3 separate regions of the Drosophila melanogaster genome follow, and all the other regions are linked to region 2. A link is a contact called in public Hi-C data. All regions are on one chromosome and are shown on one strand. The core of a region is the stretch at or near the end of the contact, and the rest is flanking DNA. Distances in the headings are between cores, read along the strand shown.

Region 1 (4,631 bases), core at 854-3,353, 340 kb before region 2:
GTGTTTTCCCTATTTTTTGAGAGGAGAAAGCGGGAGTGAAACCGTAACCGAACCCAGATAGAAACGGAGAAAGAACCCGAAAAAGATTATATTTATGCAAATGCTGGAGTGATAAGGGGGCGGTTCAGTTCGGTTCGCTTGGGGACTTGGTAAACATGAAACGCCTGGCTGGCTGGCTGGCTGCCAATGAACTGAAATGCACCACCGTTGGATTCGGATCGGTGTTTGGATTTCTTTGGCTTGGTGATTGTTTTGTTATTGTTTGCGCTTGCATAAGCCCAACAGCCGAGACATTGACATTACACTGCTGATAAAATCCGAAGAAATCGGAAGGAACTTGCTGATAAGTTCGTTAGCGCGGAGAAATTGTCAAAAAATATATTATGAACTATGATTTGATAAGATTCCCTACTGCTACTGCAATAAATGAATATATATTTTTAAAGAATTCTTTGTGGTATGATTTCTTAGCTTCCCGTATGACAAACATTTATGTTTTTTTCCGGTGCACTCGTTCATTGTTTTCCTGACAGCAGTTCGTCTTTTCGCTGAGAGAAAGAAAGAGTTGCACGTGCTTGGGGGACAAGCCCACAAGTTTATGAGGCGGAAAGTTTGTTTCCCCGTGCTGTGTCTGTGTATTGGTTGAAGATCGGTTCCAGACGAGGGAGTATAGTCATTGGTCCCCAAGAAAAGCCATCACGAACGAATTGGTGGCCCCGAAACGGGAGCATTTGGGTCTATAACATTGAGTTACGACTTCGGTGGATGGATGGGGCAGCCATGGAGGAACTGAAAGTGGGGCACTCTTATCTGGATCTCGGGGCGTGGGAGGCAAAGGGCAGCCTGTTTACATAAGATCACTCATTCAGGGAGCTGGGAGTCCACTCCCGCCCGGGTTGATTAAGTAGATGCTTTTGCTGGGGAATGGGATTCGAATGGGGTTTCGGTTTCGGTTTTGTTTTTTGTATTTTGTATTTTTTTTTTGGCTTTTGTTGCCGAGGGAGTTTGCGACATTTGCCGGCCGTTTCGTTTAGAGATGCTGCGCAAAATCTCTGCGAGGTGGTGGCTTTTTGGCAGCGAGAGGGTGGACTTCTCGTCCTGCAAAGGATGGCAGGACTCGTTCCCAGTGTTGTTAAGAGTACAAGCTTTTGTACCTGGCACAGGCTTTTGAAAAACACAAGTACCTACTATAGTAGTATTTGAGCAATGAACATATTATAGATTTATGGTAAGTGAAGCATCTTCACGATTTATCTGTTTCATCTATCTAGACAAGGGAAAGGGTACATATGTACACACATATATATCGGTGGCACAGTTTGCCGTAAACACGACCATGGTTACCCAAAAAAAGGTGATGGAAAGCGGAGGGCTAAGGGTTGCAGCACCGCCCACTGGGCGGGTGGTGGACCGAGCCAAAGGACTACGCACCACCAGGTGACGAGGGCGAGATAAAGAGAGAGAGCGCAGGTCAAGAGAGAGAGAGAGAGAGCCGAGAGAGAGAGCCGTGAGAGATTCGAACAGGAGCTAAAAAGGAGCAGCCGAATATTTTGTGTGTACCTACCGGAGACGAAGCGGTTGGACTGGCAACTCCTATATTCCTCCTGGATCTCCTTATCCTGGCACTCCTTATCCGTATCCGTATCCTTATCCGGAAAGTCGGAGTCCGTATTTCTCGGTCTTAACCCTTGGCAATCCTCAGGATTTGGGAGTGGAAGACATGGGATAAGACACTGCTCCTGGAACTCCTGGAACGCACTCTATATCACTTCCACTTTCCACTGGGCTATTGCACTTTACACACACTTAAAACACAACTTTAATTATAATACACCTAGGCGTGAGTGTGTGTGTGTGAGTGGGGCGGGGGTGAGCCTGTGTGTGTGTACATATGCTGCTGCCGCGATTGAAAAACACACAAATCCTGACAAATAAACGCTTTTCCACGCTTCTGATTACCGCACACGTTAACTGCGTTAAGTGGCAAATTGTTTGCACAATTTTGCAGCGCTCTCTTGCGGTTAACTAATTAAATTTTAATGATTTTGCCGGAGCCGTTTCTTTCACGTCGCCCATCCGATTTCGATGTGCGGAAGGCGATAGCGATTGACCACGACCAGGGCTGTCAGGTGGCGTATCAGCGGTTTTTCTTAGCGAACTATCGATAAGCACGTTGCGCGCTGTGCAGCACTTGTCCGGTCATCGGGTCTATCGATATCGGGTGGCGTTTTTGTTATGATTTTGGATTACATGGTTGGTTTAACCCGAAATACCATGCTGAAAACTCGGGGTATTGTGCTTGGCATCAGCAGGTCGTACACCGCCAAGGCGAAGAGGGGTGTGCTGGCGCAGGACAAGTCGAAGATCAAGGAGTACTCACCGAAGACGACGGACAGCCATGAGCACCGAGTTTACGTGTGGGGCTTTCAGGAAACCGGCGCTCTCGGTCTCCAGACCAACGTGAAGAAGGCCAAGGAACGCTACACGGAGATGGTGCACCATCCCACCCGCTTGCAGTTCTCCAACAACAACGAAATCACGGATGTGGCCGCCGGCTACGGGTTCACGGTCTACGCCGTGAATAGAGATGACGGAGAGACGCTCTTTGGCAGCGGTTTGAACACCGACTCCCAACTGGGTTTCCAGGTGAAGGGAAATCCCAATGATCCGGCCAACCTTGACGTGATCATTTATCCTACAGCCATTAAACTGCCGAGAGTTCAGGGAGAAACAGACGAGGACATGCGTGTGAAGAGCATGTCGGCGGGTAGAGCTCACCTGGTGGTTCTGACCCAAAACGGAACCATTTTCACCCTGGGAAACAATTCGTACGGCCAATGTGGCCGCTCCATCATAGAGGAGGAGCGGTACAGCAAGAGTGCCCTGATCCACAGGATATCGCAGGAAGATATATGCGGCAAGGAGGATGAGGTGGTCCAGGTGGAGTGCGGCCAGGACCACAGCATGTTTCTTACCAAAAAGGGACGCATTTACACATGTGGCTGGGGTGCGGATGGTCAAACAGGTCAGGGAAACTACCACACCGCCGGGCAGATAACCCTGATTGGAGGAGATGTGGAAAAGGAGAAGATTGTGCGGCTCAGCTGCTCCTCGGACTGCGTTTTGGCCCTTAACGAGGCGGGCGATGCCTTTGGCTGGGGCAATTCTGAGTACGGACAGCTAGATGACTCAGAGCTGGCCGAAACCCAAATAAATATCCCTAGAGCTCTCAAACTAACGAAGTCCATCGGGAAAATCAAGGATGTGGCTGCGGGAGGCTCATTTTGCATGGCCCTCAACGACCAGGGTCTGGTGTACACCTGGGGCTTTGGCATCCTCGGCTTCGGACCCTTCGTGGAGCAAACATCCAAGCCGCAGCATCTGTTGCCGCCTTTATTCGGACGAAATGACTTCAGCAACGAAACCACAGTGGTTTCCATCGGATGCGGAGTGTTTCACATGGGCGCCGTCAACTCGGACGGAGATCTCTTCATGTGGGGCAAGAACAGGTTCGGGCATCTGGGGCTGGGACACAAGAAGGACCAGTTCTTTCCCTTTAAGGCGGCCATCAACGGAAAGGTCACCAAAGTGGCCTACGGAGTGGATCACACCATTGCCTTGTGCAAGCCGTTCTTCTAGATTAAGCTGTTTGTTTTAGATTAGTTAACTTAAAGTATACTCTAGTCGAAAATACTATTGCCAGTGGCAGCCCAACCAATAAAGATCACACTGCTAAAGATCACAAATTCGCGTTTAATACATGTAAGTAGTTTAAAGAACATTTAGATTAATTTACTTGTTTCTCTTACGCATGCTGATAGTTGCCATGTTTTCCGCCCTCAGGTTGTTTTTGCTGTAAATAGCTTCGTTCTGAATCCGTTCTATACATTAATTGTTAGAATAGAGTTTAAGAGCATATATATAAAATATGTACTTGGAATGCCGCAGTGTGTCTGTGCGCGTGTACCGATCCAATCTCTCCGTATCCTTTCAATCCGCCCTCGAGGCTAATACATTTCACGTATTTGTCACAATTTCGTCGATCGCTTTTGATTGCGTTCTAGGTACATTTTCGTTACGCTTCCTTACTAGGGTCTATAATTTGCTAAACTCGCTTGGCCAATGATGATATATCCACCCGGAGTGGGTGTGTGTCCTGCTAACCAGTGGTAACCAGATCTAGACTTGTAGGCATGGCTCTGTGTATGTATAAATCGATTCTAAGTAATAATTTGTTTAGGTTGTGTTATCATATGGGTGTTGTAGCTTAAAAGATCCTCCTCCTCCTCCAAAGCTCAGGCCTGTTGCCTAGCCTCGTTGGCCTCGTAGGCCTCCACCTCGGCGATGTTGGCCAGGTCGTACTCGATGACGCCCTTGCCCATGAACTCGGCGTACTTGGCTGACTCCGGCAGCGGATCAGCCGATCTCTTCGAGACTGTAATGGGTCGAGGAATGGGAATGGATCAGTAAGTTGCTGGCACCTGTAAGACATTGCTACTCACCGCCTGAGACGAACTTCTCCATCATGTAGACCTTCATATCGAAGCACTCGTTGGCAATCCGCTCCGAGATGAGCGAGACATCGGTGATGCGGGGCATGACCACACGCATCTGGCGCCGCACGCGCTCCG
Region 2 (4,845 bases), core at 2,207-4,706:
AGTGTGTCAGAGGGAGACGCTTATCGCAATTATTAAAATACAATGTCAAAATGGCCAAAGCTCGAGATTATCTTTTCCAATTGAAATGGACAGAGCAGCCACAGGGACGTGCTATTGTAGAGGGGCAACTATGAACGGAGGGGGGTCCCCGAGGGGCATTCGCTTGCAACCTGAGCCCCGGCTCTTATCGTGGCTGCAACTGCAGCTATTCGAATGCAAGCTGCGATTGCCATACGCAGTTAGCTAGCTTCTCTTATCGCTCGAATTCAGATCCGTTGCATAGATAAACTCTATGAAGAACCCTCTTAACGCTTCGATATTATATATGAAAAGAAGCGCCCCTGAATTGGGGATAAACTTGTGAACTTTGTAATACATTATATAATAATATAAAAAAACGTTAAATTAATTTATGTCGCAGTGCATTAGCCCAAACCCGCTTCAAATCGACCCAAACTCAAGTTCGACTAAATTGTCACCCGCATGGTGATAGCTACATACATATGTGAATTAGCCGAATAACCGACAACCAGGCAGCAGCAGACAAGCGAACATCCAGCAAGCTACAAACCAACAGCTGGCCATTAACATAAAATTAGTGATAAGCGTAATTAAAATTTATAAAAACAAAAACGAATGAGACGACACAAAGGCGCTTATCTATGTGCGACTGCACTTCCTCAGGTCTCGAAACTCCTAAAAGGCGTGAGATAGGAATCGAGAGCAGGTGAAACTTGCTTCAATTTCAAATACCCTGCCTTGCAAGAAATAATATAATGAATCTTTGGAAAGCCATTCTTTTTTTTTTTTTATTTATTTATCATTTATGATGATGTGATAGATATCTTAGAAAACTGTTTTTTTTTTTTTTGACTATACCAACAGCACAACGACTTACGCCCATTTAGAGGGTATTTCGAAAACGAACCCGAGGGCGTTGTCATCACGATTCCTACACTTCGAGCTAGAGACTATGCGCTTCGATACAACTGGCAGTTATTGAAGCTTATGTAAAGGCAACAATAACAACCTTTGGAGAACCTCCAACAAAAGCTACGCAAGTTAATGTTATTTGCTGTTGTTGTTGTTGTTGTGGCTGGCACTGCTGCTGCAATTGTGATAAAACTTTATCGAGTTGCGCTTTGAGTTTTTTCTCGCCTTCAAACACCAACTCCCAACGCCCACTGAGCCATAGAAAACAACGGGACCGAAGTGAGGCAAGTGTGCAAGAGATAAATATGCAAAGCAGAAATGTTAGGGGTGCCAGAGGATGGGGGGGTTGGGGGGTGGATAGCTACCCAGGGATAACCCACAGATAGTGCAGGTGCAACAACAACAACAACAAAAACTATACAGACATCAACAACAGCTGCACTGATAAAAAATACCCTAAATTATCGCAACGCAAATGGTAAAGTTTCTCGTTATCCGTAGCTTAGTACCCTTTAAATAGCTAAAAGTGGTGGTCTTAATGGGTCTTGAAAACTATTAAAATATACAAACAGAATTTAAATAGAACTTTATAAATAGTTTTCAGTTTTCTGCTTAATAGTTCTTGTTAACTATTCCAGCGTATATTGTTTTAAAACTTTTCTTAAAAAGTAATACATTTTCTTATCCACTTATTTGTGAGCTATAAATAAGCCTGATGCTTTCGGAAGGTTATGTGGAATATAATTTCTATTGAAATTAAAGACAGTTCTAGAACTATAAATGACTCAATATACAGCTTGAATTATTGCCAACTAACTTGTATCCATAAGCGCTTATCGAATCAAACGTTCTTCAATAGTTTCTTGATCTATATACAGAGTGTATGGCCCGTCTCGAGATATAGATGGCGTCTTACTGTGCAAGTCCCACTTGCATGAGTCGCGTTGATATCACTCGTTGGGTATTTGTTGGATGTGGGATCGGACGGAATGGAAATGGGTTCTGGGGGCTACGTTCAGATGGGTGTTGGGTGGGGCAGAGTCAGCCAGTCGGGAAACGTGCTTCGAGCAGAAGCAGCAAAAGCGATAAGAAGGCCAAAATGGCAAAATGGATAAGCAACTAACCGTGCGGACTTCGGGGGGCGGAAACTGAGGTGAGTTCAGGTGGTCGGGGTGTCCAGTGTCGCAGGTCCGGCACGTTTTATCGATTTCGATTCCGAAATGCATTCATTGGGTGTCAAATGGTTCGGGCCATAAATATATCAAATGGCAAACAGCGAAATGTAATTAGTTGACACTCTCCGCGCTTCGTAACACTCTCTCTTCTCTCCTCTCTCTTCGCGCTTCCCCCACAATGCTTATGAGGTGTGTCAGCTGCACGTACAACAGGTATCGACATCGATAACGAGACGACAAAGAAATTTTATTTAAATGAGCAAGAAAAGTTGGCTACTTTTTGAGCACCCTTTCATTTTATAAGATCCGTGCCGTTGGAGTACGTCTTTGAAAATATACAGAATGCTGCAAAACCCCACTTCTATCTCTTTTCCTGGTGACAACGATCGCTTTGGACGATCGTTGAACGTTATCAATGCTTAAATAAATCATTTTAATATCGGGTTTCATGCAGTCACAAAATCTTGGATTTATCGTTCGTCACTCGTTTCGTTTTGAATTTTTGTTGGCTGCTTTGTCTTGGCATAGTTAATCAATTTCTTGGATTTCTGTGTTTGCTGTGTGTTCGTCCGCATGTTTTGCTGTCAAAAAACGAGAGCTGCTGAGCAAGCCAGCGAAATTGAATGGGTCAGCTTGCGGTCAGATGGGAAAAGCGATCGTGATTAGTGGAGAGTTACGAGATAGCTTTGTAATGACAAAGTGTAATTTACAAAAGTGCATTTGTTCGTTGAGGCAAAATAATGGTTGCAGATAACTGCACAGGTGCTATAAAAAGAAGGTCGTCGACTAAACCCCGACTTGATAAAACTAAACTTGTAGCTCACCTTTATTCAACGGCTTCGGGTTGGACTGTTTGCGTCGTGACATTTCGAGTCCAGCTGCTGGACCGGAGGTATATCTTCAGCTACGTCGGCATCAAGTCTGCGGAAGATCCAGATTCGCGTTCCTTTTCGCGGACATTTACCGGCGGATGCTATATCGCACTCACACACAGGCACTCACTCTCACACACACGGCGAGTATCAATTATGGGCAATCAATGCGATTACTTGTATTATTTGTATTATTGGCGGCGATTAACAAGCCTTAATGAATTTCTAACGATCGGCGCGACGAAAAACGCGCGCGTTTTATGAACGAAATGGAAGTGGAATATTCCGATTGGAATGCAGCGGGCAGTAATCTCCTGCTCGATCTCGAGTCCCATCAATATCTGATCAGTGTTTTGCTCTTGATATTGCAATTAATATGCAGTCGCGTATTTCTTTACCAAAAGCCTCTCGAAGGGGGCGTGGCATGCGAGGGCGTTCTTAAAGACGTCCGTTCGAAGCAAGCGCTCGCTCACGAATGAAACGCAAAGCGAATCCGAAACCGACACGAAAGCTCTCCAGTTGGCCAAAGAGAGAGAGAGAAGGAGAGAGAGAGGGAGAGAGATAGGGAGAGAGAGAGAGAGGGAGAGAGCGCGCAATCTTATTAGAGCGCGCGCATTTCTTTCCATTTTGTTTTGTACTCGGTTTTTCATCGCTCCGCATGCTTTCGCGTCTGCTTCGCAGTCTGATAAGAATCAAAACAAAAACGCCGAAACATTTACGCACGTTTTCACACTTTTCTCACCATCCTTCCTTCTCTTTCCATTTAACGCATTTGCATCGGTATTTACCAAATTCTTGTTGGAAATTCTTGCTCATTGAAGTTCTCTTCTCCTATATTCTGCCATCTACTAATTGTTGCTACCCACAAGCTGAAAACTACTCGTTCACTTTGGTTTAAGCACTAGATTTTTTTATTTTCTTCCCACTTTCTTTTTTTGTACACTTTTTGACTACAGCAGCTGGCAATAGGCTTTAGTGTTAAAAACCCACAACGCAATTATGAGAAAAATGAAAAGATTCCACTTTGGGCCACTAGTTGGCGCTTTCACACCGCTTGCAAGGCATACTTTTAGGCTTTCCGCATAGATGGCGCCCCAGAAAGGCGCCAATTCAAAAACCTGGTAAATAGTGTTCTTATTTTAACCAAGAGTCACGATAGTTCTTGTCAAAAATAAATGTAAGCAATTACGACATCGTCCACAGAATTCTATTTCCTGTGTGAAGAACCATGGTCAGCATTTTATTTAGCTGCACTTCCGTTTCTTTTTTGCATAATTTCTTCATTTTGTTTCCCTCTGTTCGCTCACCTTTTTGTCTTGTAATTTGCACCTATTGCATGATTTTAATGGAAATTCCTCCTGCTTTGCATTGGACACTCATAGATTTTAAAAATTCGGACAGCAGCGGAAATGAAAAGCTTCCTGCGGGACAATTCCGCAGTTGAAAGGGGTGGGGGCGTTGGTCTAAGGGCAGGGCATGCAAATGGGGATGCATGGCAATAAATATCATAAACCAGTTAGCGACCCGTAATCCGCGCTAACATATGGCCGAGTCGATTAGCCACGGGAACTCCACGAGGTTTCCACCTTCCCCGCCCTCTACCTTGGGTCATTTGCGGTCTCCTTTCGCTCCGTTTCTTACCCATTTTTTCATCGCCGCCCTTCGCTAATCGCTAATGAAGTATACGCACCGTTGACCTTCGGAACGTTCATTACACTTTGTCGTTGGCTTTTTAGGCTATCCCTGATCGCTTTTGGTCTGTTCTCAATGCAATTCGGCAGTCACCCAAAAAACCTATAAATAAATGGAAGCAACAAAAGTAAGTGCAAGTATGCGTTTGCAACATCAATAATGATCGAGGTTGA
Region 3 (4,715 bases), core at 1,497-3,996, 330 kb after region 2:
AACTCGCTGTGTATTTATAAATGGCTATGTGGTCATGTGGTGCGCTTCTTTTGCTTTGTTATTGCACGTTCTTCCATAATTCGTGTAGTTTTGTAGCTCTAAATCTCCTACGTATTTTCTTTTGGGGCGCAGCAGGAAATCACCCATACATCTGTCAATTTCCTTGTTGGTGTTCGTGAGCGAACAGCTATATTATTGAGTGCCCTATTTGTATCTCGCTCTGATGCACGGAATAAGCTCCAACGGTGCCGTGAAAGTTTCTTTGCTGCGACGTCGCTGTTGCCGCGCTGCTCATCCAAACTTGGGTTCGCAGTGCTACGCGATTTCAGTCGATTTGTAGAACTGGTGGGGTGCGGCTCGCAAAAAGCCTCTACTATAGGGACCCCTACACGAAAATCCCACCTAATTCGCTAATTGGGCAGCCAGGATAGACGAAGATTATTCCGAAATTTCTCCAAATGCTTGGAATAGTTTAGTTTTTTAGTTTGCCATTTTGTTGTACATCTCTTGAAATCTTCATTCCCTCCAAAGGAGGAAAAAACCCATTAAAGACAGGCGATTCAACTAGAACTCATGAATATTGTCAGCAGCAGCAAAGAGAAAACCAGTTTTAGTATGTGTTTAGTAGTATCTGCTTTTCGTGTTGTGGCTACGTGACCACACACCAACAGCATTTACCAGAAAGAGAGCGCTAACTTTGTAGTTTTCCTCTCCCCAATCTCACACACTAACGGGATGCCCTGTGCGCACGCACACAAAACGGGTTAAGAAAAAAAAAAAATAAAAAAAAATAAAGACGCTGTACTACATCGCTTCATCTCGCTCACACAGCAGCTGAATCGATTTTTCAAACGACACGACAATTTCTCTCCTGTTGTCTCGCTCTGACGCCCGCAACAATGGCTGCCCCGTACCCATTGCTCCCTTGCGTTGTTCGTTTTTGTAGTTTGGAGTCCGCGCACACACGCAGTATTTATATTTATATATACGGGTTATATATAGTCGCCATGTTACTTTTTCGAACGTTGGGGGAGCTGTCAGCCTGGATTTTTCGCTACAAATTTCCAACGTCTCTCACTGCCGCTGCTTCTGCCGACGTTGCACGTCATCCGTTTTAGTATGTATGTGTGCTTTGAATTTCTGATGAAATTCTTTGCTTTCGAGTTAATTGCTGCCCGCCGTCGGCAGCAAAAAGCCTCTGCCTCGGTCACTGCCTCTGCCGGCGTCACTACCGCAGAGCTCACTTTTTTGTTGTGCCAATTTTCTTTGTACTGGTGTTCTACCAACTGCTTTAGACCGCCCGAAGAAGAGGAAGAAAGTTTTGCTCTGTACAGAATATTTTCTGGGAGTAATGGACGATTTCGAACGACATGTCTAACCTGACTTTTGTCCGAAATCAGCTAATGCTTATTAAAAGTATTGTGCTCCTTGCTAAAAAAATTATAAATATATCTTACAAAAACACTATATATCTTACTATATTAGAAAATTCTGAAACCACTTTTATTTGGATTGTTTGTTTATATGGTATTTTAGTTGATAAATTATGACGTTTTTTGGTACGGGCATATTTTCCTTTAATTAGACATTTCATTGTGCTAATTTTTCTTTTATTGGACATTTAGTTATGCACTTATTTAAACACATACCCAAATTTCAAAATACATGGGCTTTTATTGGGTTATCACATTATTTCCGTGAATGGATTATTTGCTCCATTTATGTGGATTTTCAATCGAGTGATCCATTCTTACCATTTGCGTTGAGAGCTGAAATACAGATAATGAATACGTTATTTATACGATATACTTCTTTGAATTATAACACTAGCTATCTTTCCATGAACAAAATTCTATAAACTCTTTTTTAGAAACCCAAAAATACGTGCTTAGTTCTAAAAATATAATAAATATGCTTTTATTATAATTTGCTACAAATCATATTTATTCAAGACTTACACCATTGGAGCTGCTTTCCTTGGCCGATCATGGAAGAATCCTTTTTCGCTGCCTCAGTAAATTAAATTATTGTGAACTCGGTTTGGACTTTATTCGAAACTGACGCATTGTACACGTTATATTTCGAGGCAAAGGTTTTGCTATGCTCTTTCGATAATTTCCAAAAATGGTATCGACGCGACCGTTGAGTTTTGCCTTTTCTGCGTGTCGAACCGAAATAACCGAACCGAGTCCAAATGTACCGATTTGATTTTATTTAACACTCGGTGTATTTTACGTTATTTTTCCATGTAATTTATTCACTCTGGGTTATGAGGTGACTTTTTATTCGGCAAAAGGCATCACAAATTTAAATGGAAAACAATAAAAAAATTTAATTTTTATCATTCAGTAGGCTTTTCTCGTTGATCAATTTACTTTTGCCTGTTTTTTCTTGTATTTTACTGTATTTCGATTAACGCTTGCAATATTCCTCTCGCTGATGATGCTGATGTTGTTGCTGCATCTGCTTTCGTATTGGTGAATTAATGCATTTTCGCACACAAAACCACTCGCGCACACACACACTCAGATATATAGCAGCCGCTGCTCACACAAACACACTCAGAATGGGGAAGGGGTGGTGGCACTTGCCTTTTCAGATAATAACAATTTATTTTCGCTGTGTGTGTTTTGGCGGCGTTTTGTTTAATCGCTCGCCGCCGTTGTTGTTGTACTGCTTTTTTTTTAGCTCGCTGCAAACGACGCGCGCGGTCCGTTCACTCCAAAAATTTTCAAAACAATGTGACCGTTAGTGATGCTCTTGTGTGACCGACACAATGTGGTCGCAGCAGTGTCCTATGAAAATACACACACCCTAAGTTAATACCAAAAATATACTAAACATTTATTTTGTCCAGCACCCAAACCATTAACATCAGTTTTTCAACAGAACTATGTTAAGCGCAGGTGTTAACTTATATTTATTTTATAAGTGGACTTTGTTGTCCTGAAACTTAATCATCACCAGAATCATTATCATGCTCTCTAGCTTTATTTCTCGTTTAACTTATGAAAACCACAAATATCAAAGACCAACATAACATAGCTTTACACCGGAAAAGTATAGTAGATAGTATAGCCAAGGAGTCAGCTCTAGCTGTGTTGGTTATCGTTATCGCGGCTAGCAGCTTGTTTTGTTTTGCTTACACGACAAATAAATAAATATAAAAGAAGTATGAGTAATTTAAAATCGGACCTGGATGAATACTTGCTACTGCAGAGTGATCAGAAGAAACCAAGTTTCAACGTCAAGTTGCCACAGCTGAAAGTTCCATTTTTCTCCAGCTCCGACCCAGAAGCAAATAGTTTTCTGAAAGATAGCGACTCATGTTTTCCAAAATTGGTGGGTTTATCAATCTCTGGTGTGTTCAGAATGTGCTAATTTAAAATTGAACTTTTCTAGTCTCGCCTGCAGCGAATCGTGGGCTTCGTGGCCTGTTTAGGAATGGGCGCATTGTGCATGACCCTTTCCACGTTCTACATTCCCTTCCTAATATTGAAGGCCAGAAAGTTTGCCTTGCTCTACACCCTTGGCAGCCTCTTTTTCATTTTGAGCTTTTGCTTTCTCTCCGGATTTGGATCCTTTTTAAAGCAAATGTTTTCCAAACCAAGACTGCTCACCTCGCTTTCATATAGTTCCTGTTTGATTTTAACCTTATACTGCGCCTTGGTGGCCAAAAGCACCGCATTTACAGTCCTTTTTGCAGTGGCGCAAATAATTGCATTGCTCTTTATGGTCCTGGGCACTGTCCCTGGGGGAGCTACGGGGCTCAAGTTCTTCGGACAACTCTTCAAGAACACCGTTTCCGCTTCAACAAGTGTACTGCCTGTATGAAGGAGGGGAAATCTGGAAAATGAGCTCCACCACCGCAGCAATAAAAGTAACTTATTAACTCATTGATAAATCTAAAATAAAACTTATTTGTGATACCACGCGCCTCCCAACTGTACGATATCAACTGTATAGATATTTATTCGTAGGGCTTATTTAAAATGCGTTCTTACTATAATTTCATCATCATTTTCAGGTATTCGAAGAAAGGCCAGTTCTGCACGTTGAAATTGTAATAGTAATTGTATATAAAGACAAAACTGGAGTGTAATGCATATTTCGTCTACACATTTTATACTTTATTGACTTCCACCTAGCGAATTCAGATAATTTGTGCACAACAAACTAATCTAAGAAGTAACGTGGGTTTCAATAATCGCTTTCGCTCTTACTATTCAAAATTGGTCATTCATCGATCTCTCCCAGATACAAAGTCTTATCGCTGGATCCAGATAGAATCAGGGGTTCTTTTGGGCTGAAATCCACGGCATTGACACTGCCATTGTGTCCGGGCAGCTTGTAAAGAATTCTCCTTGTATTTACATCCCAAATATAGACATGCCGATCGGCGGAACCCGATGTTATTTTATCGCTTCCCGGCGACCAAGCGCATCTCAGCAGATTCTTCTCAAAATTGTGCTGATGGCCTTGGAATACCTTCACACATCTTTCCCCGGGTGCATAAGGTCTCACGTCCCACACCCTCAAGGTGTTATCCATGGCATTTGTCAAGATAAAGTCTCCTTCGGGGGACAAGGACATTCCGGTAATCGTATCCGAATGCCCTCGCAGATGGTGCAAGACAGCCTGTTTTCGAATGTCCCAGATTTTGACTTCGTTGTCGATCCCGCCGCTAATTACTTGTTCTCCAGTGTCACCAAAAC

The links. A called contact is a pair of places that touch in the nucleus more often than the background predicts.
Region 1: a contact with region 2 is called in a Hi-C map of the Kc167 cell line, with 2.8 times the contacts expected there. The contact joins the promoter of dock here to the promoter of lncRNA:CR46258 in region 2. A contact is called at or near these places in 4 of 107 Hi-C or Micro-C datasets (the Kc167 cell line, the S2 cell line and embryo) and 1 of 6 datasets of contacts at active chromatin or transcription factors (the Kc167 cell line).
Region 3: a Hi-C map of the Kc167 cell line shows a contact between it and region 2, with 2.8 times the contacts expected there. The contact joins the promoter of spen here to the promoter of lncRNA:CR46258 in region 2. A contact is called at or near these places in 7 of 107 Hi-C or Micro-C datasets (the Kc167 cell line, the S2 cell line, embryo and 1 more) and 1 of 6 datasets of contacts at active chromatin or transcription factors (the Kc167 cell line).

Annotation. Positions count from the first base shown.
Region 1 is chr2L:823,441-828,071 of dm6, reverse strand. It overlaps dock (dreadlocks), which reads right to left and starts at 2,103. Exons shown (of 6, transcript NM_164390.2): 1 at 1,565-2,103. CG3862 reads left to right here and starts at 2,211. Exons shown (of 1, transcript NM_134706.2): 1 at 2,211-3,743. The coding sequence starts at 2,275. The coding sequence ends at 3,639. CG3662 reads right to left here. Exons shown (of 4, transcript NM_001258898.3): 2 at 4,503-4,631; 3 at 3,935-4,435; 4 at 3,735-3,881. The coding sequence ends at 4,296.
Region 2 is chr2L:489,446-494,290 of dm6, reverse strand. lncRNA:CR46258 (long non-coding RNA:CR46258) reads right to left here and starts at 3,456. Exons shown (of 1, transcript NR_133060.1): 1 at 1,642-3,456. It overlaps ush (u-shaped), which reads right to left. Exons shown (of 9, transcript NM_001272902.1): 2 at 2,933-4,774. The coding sequence starts at 2,975.
Region 3 is chr2L:157,063-161,777 of dm6, reverse strand. spen (split ends) reads right to left here and starts at 2,746. Exons shown (of 11, transcript NM_079979.5): 1 at 1,959-2,746. It overlaps CG33635, which reads left to right and starts at 3,114. Exons shown (of 2, transcript NM_001032044.2): 1 at 3,114-3,342; 2 at 3,403-3,942. The coding sequence starts at 3,175. The coding sequence ends at 3,834. CG3436 reads right to left here. Exons shown (of 3, transcript NM_001298614.1): 3 at 4,112-4,715. The coding sequence ends at 4,237.